Regions from separate parts of the Mus musculus genome. Here region 2 is linked to region 1. A link is a contact called in public Hi-C data. All regions are on one chromosome and are shown on one strand. Each heading gives the region's core, a stretch centred on a gene start, on an enhancer-like site or on the middle of the called end of the contact. The rest is flanking DNA. Distances are from core to core; before and after follow the strand shown. Region 1 has its middle 20 kb from the start of Commd9. Region 2 overlaps Pamr1 (peptidase domain containing associated with muscle regeneration 1).

Region 1 (4,654 bases), core at 1,532-4,031:
TGGTCTACAGAGTGAGTTCCAGGACAACCAGGGCTACACAGAGAAACCCTGTCTCGAGAAAACAACAACAACAACAACAACAACAACAACAAAGAAGAACCCTCCCCCACGCTGTTTCTTCCTATTTAATCCATGAGATTATAGGGCTGCTCTAGAGGTCCCTTGGAAAGAACCGTAGTCTGTTTAGAAACCATGGGTCACAAGGGCTGCACAGAGGGGCCTGATATGCCTTTTATGGTAAGTGGAGATTCTTGTGATATTCCTAAAAAAAAACCCTGCAAGTTCTCCTATAGGAAAGGAATAGGGCCATCCAAGGTCAGTAGATCTTAAGTATGATTTATCGATGTTTTAACATTCTCATTTGAGATGCCTTCATATAAAAGGAATATTGTCTCTACATAGACAATCTTTAATTATCCTGGAGTTCTTAACCGTCAGCTGCTGTGAAACTCCAACAGGACTCCTGGCTGAGCCTCTGTTCCCTTCCTCTTCTGCTCACAAGTCTGTCCTGCTTCAGGCTGACTGGAAAGGCTGAATTTGGGGAGAAAAAGCAGGCAGCCCCATTAGAGGCCGGTCCAGGATTCCAGGTGAGAAAAGGATTCCTGGGATGGTGACAGGGAAACAGATGCCCTCCTAAGCAATGACAAGGGCACTGGGGGCCGGGGTTAGAGTTCAGCAGTAGACCACCTGTCAAACATGCAAGGCCCTGGGTTCAATCCCCAGCTTGAGAAAAAGAAAACAGACAGTTTGAAACTGCTTTTTAACCTCTCCCAAATGTTCTAGATTCCCATCTGTGAGGTGCTAAGCAGCCAGACAGAAGGAGGAGTTCTTTTGGGAGGACACCGAAGTGAGGCAGCCATATGGAGGGTGGAGGGGAGGCGAGTGATGGAGAAAACGGGGTCGAAAGAGACCAGGCTGAGCCTCAGCAATGCTGGGTCCTCCGCAGCTCGCTGACACAGTGAGGAAGGTCCGGGTGCCATCTGTGCTAGGGAAATGGTATCCTGGGAAACAGATGGCTGGACAAGCACACCCTCTGACTGACCAGAGCCCTACAGTCAGGTTGACCTTCCTGGGAGGTTTAGGATGGAGTGTTCTAAGAGGCTGTGGGCACAACAGTTGTAGTCCTTGTCATCACGACGTCCCCCTGTTGCTAGATCAAGAATGCTCTGGTTTCTTGCTTTTGGCTGCACTGTTCTAATGCCCCTCCCCCACCCCATTCTGCTTCTCAGGTTAGAAAAGGCCAGGAGCTAGTGAACACTGGGGATAGTTGCTTAGTCAACCTTTGGCACATTCAGGACATTCATTCATTCATTCATTCTCAGTCATTCATGCTCGCATGCATTCCAGTGAGTACTGACTGAGCATCTATAACTGCAGACACTGTCTTAGCTGCTAGGGACAAAATAATTAGCAAAACCTAGACTCTGTGCTTAAGGAAAGGCACATCAAGAGGACAGGTCACCACACCCTCAGAGGAAGCTGAGGCAGGAGAATCATGAATTTGAAGCTGGCCTGAACTATATAGCAAGACACTTTCTGACACAGTAAGAGAACAAGAGAAAAAAAATACATAATATGAGAAGTAGGGGGGACTCCATTCTTGGTAGCCAGACCCGTCCATGCCTGTTACCAACAACTTCTATTCCCTCCATCCTCAGAACTCTACCCTGTTAATTCAGATTTAAGTCAATTTCTTCAATTTTGTTCCAAAAGCTTAAAATGTAGGTGGAAAGCTGGTTATGAAGGACATTGAGTATCAATTCTGAGTTTAGCCTTCATTCTGGGGCATTAAGGAGCCATTAAGAATTTGGGGCAGGGGAATGCCATTAGACTCTAGTCAGACAGTGGGAGCAGCAGGAAGAAGGAGGAGGAGGGGGAGGAGGGGGAGGAGGGGGAGGAGGAGGAGGAGGAGGAGAAGGAGGAGAAGGAGGAGGAGGAGAAGGAGGAGAAGGAGGAGGAGGAGGAGAAGGAGGAGGAGGAGGAGAAGGAGGAGGAGGAGGAGAAGGAGGAGGAGGAGGAGGAGGACGGGGAGGAGGAAGGAGGAAGGAGGAGGAGGAGGAGGAGGAGGAGGAGGAGGAGGAGAAAACAGAAATAGGAGAAAGCTGTTGAGCCCGAAGCAAGGAAGTCCAGAAAGTTACCTGGGCTCCTCACCAGCCATGGGGGTGGGGGTCAGAACACAGCAAACCCCCTTCACACCAGAACTGGGGCATTCTGCACAGGGCCTTACCTAGAAGAGGCAGCACGCAGAGCAGACATGTACCCGCCATGGATGGGCACCCTCCCCGACTCAGATACCTTCATACATAATTAACCTCCTCCAAGCAGTGCTGTCAGGAAGAGTTAAGCTTAATCTCTTTCTTATACAGATGAAGAAATCGAGATTTAGTTCAAGCAGCCCTAGACCTGCATCCTGCCTCCACTATCCACCCATGGTACAGAAAGTTCTCTGCTGGCTGAATCCTGGACCTGTGGTTGCCGCGCACAAACCTTGTTTGGCGAAGCTGTGTCTGGCCGGTCCAAAGGTACAGATTCTTGGATTTACTAGCCTGTGGCAGATGCATCGGGGCATTAGGGGAAAAGTCCTGAAAGGGGTCCCTGGGAGTCTGTCCCTGCTACCACTTCTCCTTCTTCCAACCTTTGCTGCCCTGAGGAGATAACGAGATAACAGGCCTGGATCTGAGGGCCTCTTTTACAGGTAGCCTCTCCCTAGCCCGGGCTCTGGGAGAGGTCTGCTGCCACCTCACCTTTCCCGGTCTTTGTTTTCATTACTAAGACAGATGAGATCGAGAGAACAAGTGCGCCATCTGCTGGGCTTATCATGCAAGTTCCAGCTGCAGCTAGCCGAGCAGCAGGCGGCGATTGCCTTCCTGTTTGGATTTTAGGCCTTATAGTTAGTTTTTTTGAGTCACCTCAGAAGATAGTAAGACCTCGTGACCAGTGACATCTTTTATGAAATGAATCCCAGAGACAGGCTATCACTTTATAGCTGGAAACTCGGTACCGACAGGAACTGCCCATCATCCGGGTACTCAGGCTGTGGGACGAGGCTGGAGAAAGGCAGGCATTCGGCAGGACCACAGAAACAATGGGGAAGATCAGGCAGAGGGAGAAAGCCCACTCGGGCCTTTCCCAAGCATTCAGGGCCTGCAAACTCTCTCTGTGGAGATTAGGGTCCTCTGGCACCATCCCTGTACTACTGCCGTTAGCAATTTTTTTTCTTTTCTCAAAACTGCTTTAAAAAGAGGTGGGGGGAATTAAACCATAGAAATGTGAGCACCAAAGAAGATCGGATTGTATAAAGGTCATCAGTATGCAGTTAAGAATGTTCAGGAGCCAGGCGTGGTGACGCACGCATTTAATCCCAGCCCTCCGGAGGCAGAGGCGGGCGGATTTCTGAGTTCCGGGCCAGCCTGGTCTACAGAGTGAGTTCCAGGACAGCCAGAGAAACCCTGTCTCGAAAAACAAAACAAAACAAAACAAACAAACAAACAAACAAAAAACCAAAAACCAAAAAACAAACCAACCAAACAAAAAGAATGTTCAGGAATTATCAGGATTGGAAGTCGGTGGATACAGGCTGAAAACAGGTTAATGGCTTGAAAACCTTCAAAGTTCTAGACGGCCAATAGCTTCTAGATTAGAGCATAAGGGGTTGGAGAGGTCACTCAGTGGTTAAGAGCACAGGCTGCTCTTCCAGAGGACCTGGGTTTAATTCCCAGCAACCACATGGCAGCTCACAACTGTCTGTAACTCCAGTTCCAAAGAATCTGACACCCTCACACAGACATGCATGAAGACAAAGCACCAATGTACATAAAACTAAGTCCATCATTTTAAAACACACACACACACACACACACACAGAGCTATCCTCCTGGTAGTTAAAGAGAGTTCCAGGACAGCCAAGATTATACAGAGAAACCCTGTCTTGAAAATCCAAAACAAACAAACAAACAAAATTAAACAGAAACAAAAGAAACGAATGTAAAAGGAATGATAACTAATAAGAGTTCCTTGCTTGTGGTAACATTCTCACCACACTGGACTCACATCTTGGAAGTTTGTGAACAGCAGGCCAGAGAGCTTGACTAGCAGTGCCTGGGCAGGGGGCCTGTGTGTGTGCAGAGACCTCACTGAGTGGCTCACTCGGGTGTCCATTTGTCTTCACACTGAAAATCATCAGAAACGGAAGGCAAAGGACAACGATCAGGATCCACAGAGGCAGCCGGCAGGGCTGATCTAGGAGGGTTGGAAGTCACCACACTCAAGGCAAACTTAGGTCACCTGTGGGAAATCACAAACTTTCTTCCGCTACTGAATCGGCAGCGTTGGGGAGATGGCTCAGATAGTAAAGGACCTGGTTTTAGATCCCCAGAATTCAAGTAAAGAAGCTGGGGTGGTGGCACATGCTTGTGATCCCAGAGCTGGGAAGAGAGAAGAAGATGCCTGAAACTCACTGGCCCATCTGCCTTGCATGTTCAAGGATGATCCAAGACCGCGTCTCGGAAAACGAGCTGGATAGTTCCTGAGGAAGCTCCAGCCTCCACATGCACATACACACTCCAACACAGCCTCATCCAGCGGCATGGGCAGACACAGGAAGAGGCACGGGGTTGGCTCAATGCCCTGATCTCCTTTTTCAACCTCTGGGGTC
Region 2 (4,654 bases), core at 1,522-4,021, 690 kb before region 1:
AAATGGAGCCTATTCCCTGTTGCTATAAATGAAGTCTCATTGGGCTGGGTGTGGGGGTGCACACCTGTAATCCCAGTACCCATGGAGGCTGACGCAGGAAGAATTCACATTTAAGGATAGCCCAAGTTAGAAAGCAAAACATTAGTAAAAGACAACAACAAAGTTTTCTTGCCCACAACCTGCCCACTTACTGGTATACTGATGAAGTTAGACTGTAGAACGGAGCGGGGGGCAGGGGGACAGGCATTTTCAGGGATAGATGGAGAGGGGCTTTTTGAATAAGTGGTAGCTGAGGCTAATTGGGAGAGGAAGGGAAATTATGATTCTCAGGCAAATTCACAATAGTAGCAGAGTTGAGAAGTTATGAAATATAGTTGGATCTCAACAATTGAAAATACTTAGTATCTAGACCATCATAGGGGAACGTTATCTACACCATTTCTATACAGAAGTCAAGGTATCATAAACTCTAGACATACAGTAGCTCCACTCCAGAGCCAATCCTCTGAAAAGTTAATCCCAAAACTATTAAGAAAAATGGTGACGTCAGTAGGTACTCATCCAATGGTCATGAAATATGGATGCAGTCTTAAGGAAAGAACCTAAATCCTACTTCTGACAAGGTTGAGGCCAAGGCTTTTTTTTTTTTTTTTGTATGACTAGAATGTCTAGTTTTTCTCTTTACTGAGAGGTGTAGCACTACCTTGCTCTACCATGAAAAGTGGTGGATTCCTGTGAAGGCCCAGTCTCCTCCACGCTGTCCTGCATACATCCTTAACAAACAAGCATTCTATGCCCACATAGCTGCCAGACCTGTCCTTATTATCTTAAATGAATAATTACAAAAAGAACCCAAAAACAACAACAACAACAACAAAAAACTCAGATGGTTTCACTCCTGATTTATTTAAGTGCACCAAGAGTTATCCCCTGTGTGAGCATCTTCCCATGTATTGTATAGCATTGAAAGGTCCCATCTGGGAAGAAGAGGAGGATAATAAGACTAATGAAGAAAATGATGCATGTACGATGCAAGAAGTTAATGAAACTTGCAAGGCTGAGGATGCTCCAGAAGTTTACAAGCCCCCTCCCCAGTGTTATAAAAGTACTAAAAATTGCTGGGCAGAGAAGACTCTCTGATTGGTAAAGCTACCTATAATTTGTGCAGCACATGGTTGGCTGTTTGAGGAACTTTAATTATTTTATATTTAATTTTAATTTTATTTTTATGATGCAGCTGTCTTTGTCATCCACGCTCCTATAAATAATTCCACATATGCGCTCCTCCTGTAAGTAACCCAAGCACACTCGCTGACCCATCCATGCCCTCTCTGGAGTGGACAGACATTTGTTCACATTTCCCCAAGGAAAGTCACACAACACAGTGACACCCACAGCCTTGCCTTGTTGACTGTGTGACGTCACCTCTTAATCCTAACCATCTGCCTGCCCATTCTGCTCCAGCCACACCAACCTTCCTAATGCCAGGCCTTGAGCTTGCTTCAAGTTCAACCTAAGAAGCTCATGGTCTCCCTTCCTCTGCCAATTAGCCTCAGCTACCACTTATTCAAAAAGCCCTTCTCCATCTATCCATAAAAATGCCTGCCCCCTACGTACCTATTTTGGTAGAGCTGGGGCCTTTATTAGCTTGCACAGTACCTAGCTAGAATAGTACCTGAGATGTTTCTAGGGAGGGAGGAAGGGAGGGAGAGAGGGAGGGAGAGAGGGAGGAAGGGAAGGAGGGAGGGAGAGAGGGAGGGAGGGAGGCAGGGAGGCAGGGAGGGAGGGAGGGAGGGAGGATGGATTATGCTGCTATGAGTCAGAGTCTGGCTTAAAGCTATATCAGGCTTACTTCATTTAACTCTCATGATAAACCTGGGAAATAATATTCATCTTCCCATTGTCTAGGTGTTGAATACTAAGGATAAGAGGGTAGGGCTCTCAAGCTCTGATGGCCAACAGAGGACCTTGCAAGGTTCTGGGTAGGGACAGAAATGTCAAAGTCCTTTGAGGCTCGGCTTTAGCCTCACTAGCTGTGCAGGTTTGGGCACGTTACTTCACCTCTCCGAACCTCAGTCAACCTCTGTCCCATGTGAATAAAACCGTACTTAAGCCCTGTGATTTGTGAGGTTTCAAACAGATAATGCATGGAAGTGGTAACAGAAAAATCCGTGAAAATCAGCGGTTGCTACTGGGTGGCAGTGCAGGGATTTGAATGTGGATCTGTCTAGTTCGTCTTGAATGAGACATTGTTCTCCCTTAGGGACTTTCTGATCTAAGTCTCTCCCACTGCATCAGGAAGCAGAAAGACCTTTCCTCCTCTTCCAGAGTACCACACGCGAAGTGTCTCCCACCGGAAGCACACATTCGTTCTGCACACCTCACTCTTTCTCTCGCCCACATCTGCCCATCTGTTGCAAGGCTAAGGAAGTGCTACGTGCTACCCTGGGTGTGAGAGACAAAAAAAGAAACATCCCTGCACAGCCTCAGCCCCCTGGAGCCTGGCAGCTTTCTAGCCTGCAAGGTGTTAAGTCCCAGCTCCCCTACAAATCTCCTGCTGGGAGCCCCAAGTTAGAAGCAGCTTGAAAGCTGCCAGCCTGCTTCCAGTTGCATCCTTTCCTCCTTGTGGAAGATGGAATCAGACAGCCTGTCTCTGTGGGCCCCCTCCCCCTCCATCCTGGTCTCCTTGGTGAAGCTAGGACTGCTCCAGGGTTTCATGCAGACTCCAGAGGGCTTGGAGACCCCAGCCCCACCCTGGGGTAGGCTGGACCACTTATGCCTGCCCTAGAGCTGTCCTCCAGAGGTAGCCAGAATTGCAAAGCATATGCAGGGCTAGGCTCTTCAGCCTGCTGTTCCCTCTCACTCTGAAGGGGAGGGACTATTTGACTCCAAGAGGAGGACATTTCCAGCCAACCAAGGACAAAGAGGCCACTTTCTGAAAATGTGCTTGGAGAAGGGGCACTGGGCAGAAAAGAAAAGAAGGGACCCTACTCTCCCTTCCCCCCATAGGGGCTCCATCTGCTCCCTTCCCACTTTTGCCTCTCCTCTGGAGTTGGCTGATCTGGGTTCAGAGACAAACTAATGCACCTCTCTGCCCAGGACAGAACAGTGAATAGAGCCGGAGTCCCTGCCAAGGAAGTGCCACTGGCCAACCAGGCAGGTGGTCCTGAGTTAAAAGACCAGAGCAGGCTCAGGGCCCAGAAGACGTGCTTGGGTTTCCCTAATGATGTCTTCCTGTACATAATCATGCTCGAGCGTGTGTGCTTGTGTGTGTGCGTGTGCGTGTACGTGTACATGTGTGTTTGTTTCTGTCTCTCTGTGTCTCTCTGTCTCTGTCTCTCTCTGTCCCTCTGTCTCTCTGTGTGTGTGTGCGTGTCTGTTTCTGTCTCTCTGTGTCTCTCTGTCTCTGTCTCTGTCTCTCTCTGTCCCTCTGTCTGTGTGTGTGTGTGTGTCTGTTTCTGTCTCTCTGTGTCTCTCTGTCTCTGTCTCTCTCTGTCCCTCTGTCTGTGTGTGTGTGTGTGTGTGTGTCCAGACCATCCCCCAAGTCTTCCAAACCCTGGACTCACCCCTATTCTTTTACAGTCTAACATGAACAGAATAGGTAGACAGACCTTGCTTCCATTTACAGAATTAAAACTAAGTCTTCCTTAATTTCCAAACTAGTGACTGACTTTGGAAGATTCTACACAGAAACAAACACCTCCAACGTTCACAAGAGTCTCATCGTCTCCAGTGCTAAGAGATGGTGTGGCAAGAGAGACACACACACTTCTGAGAAGTGGTTTGATTTGGGTTTTCTTTCATCTTCCCTCTTAGGGAACAAAAAGGATTCAAAGAAACTGTTTAGACAGAGACGCATTGGTCCTATCTTCCCCCTTTCAAAGATGACTGCAGAGGCAGGGCTCAGTACATGAAAACAGCTTGAACTAGGAGAGTTCACTATTGTCTGAGCCAGGGTTCCTCATGGACGGAGATGAGAATAGGAGTGCTTGTCATCATGGCTTCTATTGTTTTCTTGTCTGAAGGATTTATCTATTTTGAGACAGAATCTCATGTAGTCCATTCTGCCTATTTTTTAACATTTTGGCTAAGGCTGAGGCCGGCCTTGCACCTCTAACCCTTCTGTTTCTACCTGCTAAGTGAGGGCATTTCACAGATACACCTCAATGCCTATTTTATATGTGTTCCTGGCAATCAAGCCTAGGTCCACTTTTGCTGGGAACTCTACCAATAGAGTTCTAACTCCAGCCCTAGTTTCCAGCATTGTACCTGTTTTCTAAAGATGCTCTGCAAATGGCAATCATTTCATTCTTTCTATGGCATCCTGTGTGGATCAGAGACACTATCTTAGCATAAAATTCCCAGGGAAGCTCAGGTTCTGCCCTATATTCCAGATCCTATAAGAGCCAAATGATGATGACACTGGCTATAACCAGCAGACCCAGCAGGTACACAGGTGGCAGAGACAAGGCCTATTGGTGGCATACTAATTTGCTAGCACACTAGATCAGGGGCAGAAAAAAGCCTGAAACCTCTGTGTGACTCCAGTTATCCCACTGTCACCTTCTGGGTCCTTAGATGGACCCTCAGAGCCATGACCTCAGCTGCCTCTGTTATATGGGAGGAGTTCATTGGAAAAGATGCCATTGGCTCT

Evidence for each region. A called contact is a pair of places that touch in the nucleus more often than the background predicts.
Region 2: a Hi-C map of rod photoreceptor shows a contact between it and region 1, with 3 times the contacts expected there. The contact joins two enhancer-like sites. A contact is called at or near these places in 1 of 15 datasets of contacts at CTCF or cohesin (large pre-B cells), 12 of 484 Hi-C or Micro-C datasets (B cells, brain, cerebellar granule neurons and 7 more), 4 of 115 datasets of contacts at active chromatin or transcription factors (astrocytes, embryonic midbrain, embryonic stem cells and 1 more) and 1 of 9 other capture datasets (embryonic stem cells).

Annotation. Positions count from the first base shown.
Region 1 is chr2:101,904,113-101,908,766 of GRCm38.p6, reverse strand. No RefSeq gene overlaps it. Among named protein-coding and RNA genes, the nearest start is that of Commd9, 20 kb to the right of the region's middle. Within about 2 kb of position 2,781, at least 70 of the 459 cell types and tissues checked have an H3K27ac peak or open chromatin away from gene starts, as enhancers often do. A contact at or near this core is called in brain, cerebellum, cerebral cortex and 2 more, where this site is marked.
Region 2 is chr2:102,597,463-102,602,116 of GRCm38.p6, reverse strand. The region is part of intron 3 of Pamr1 (peptidase domain containing associated with muscle regeneration 1); the gene reads right to left. Among named protein-coding and RNA genes, the nearest start is that of Pamr1, 50 kb to the right of the region's middle. Within about 2 kb of position 2,771, at least 41 of the 459 cell types and tissues checked have an H3K27ac peak or open chromatin away from gene starts, as enhancers often do. A contact at or near this core is called in brain, cerebellum, cerebral cortex and 2 more, where this site is marked.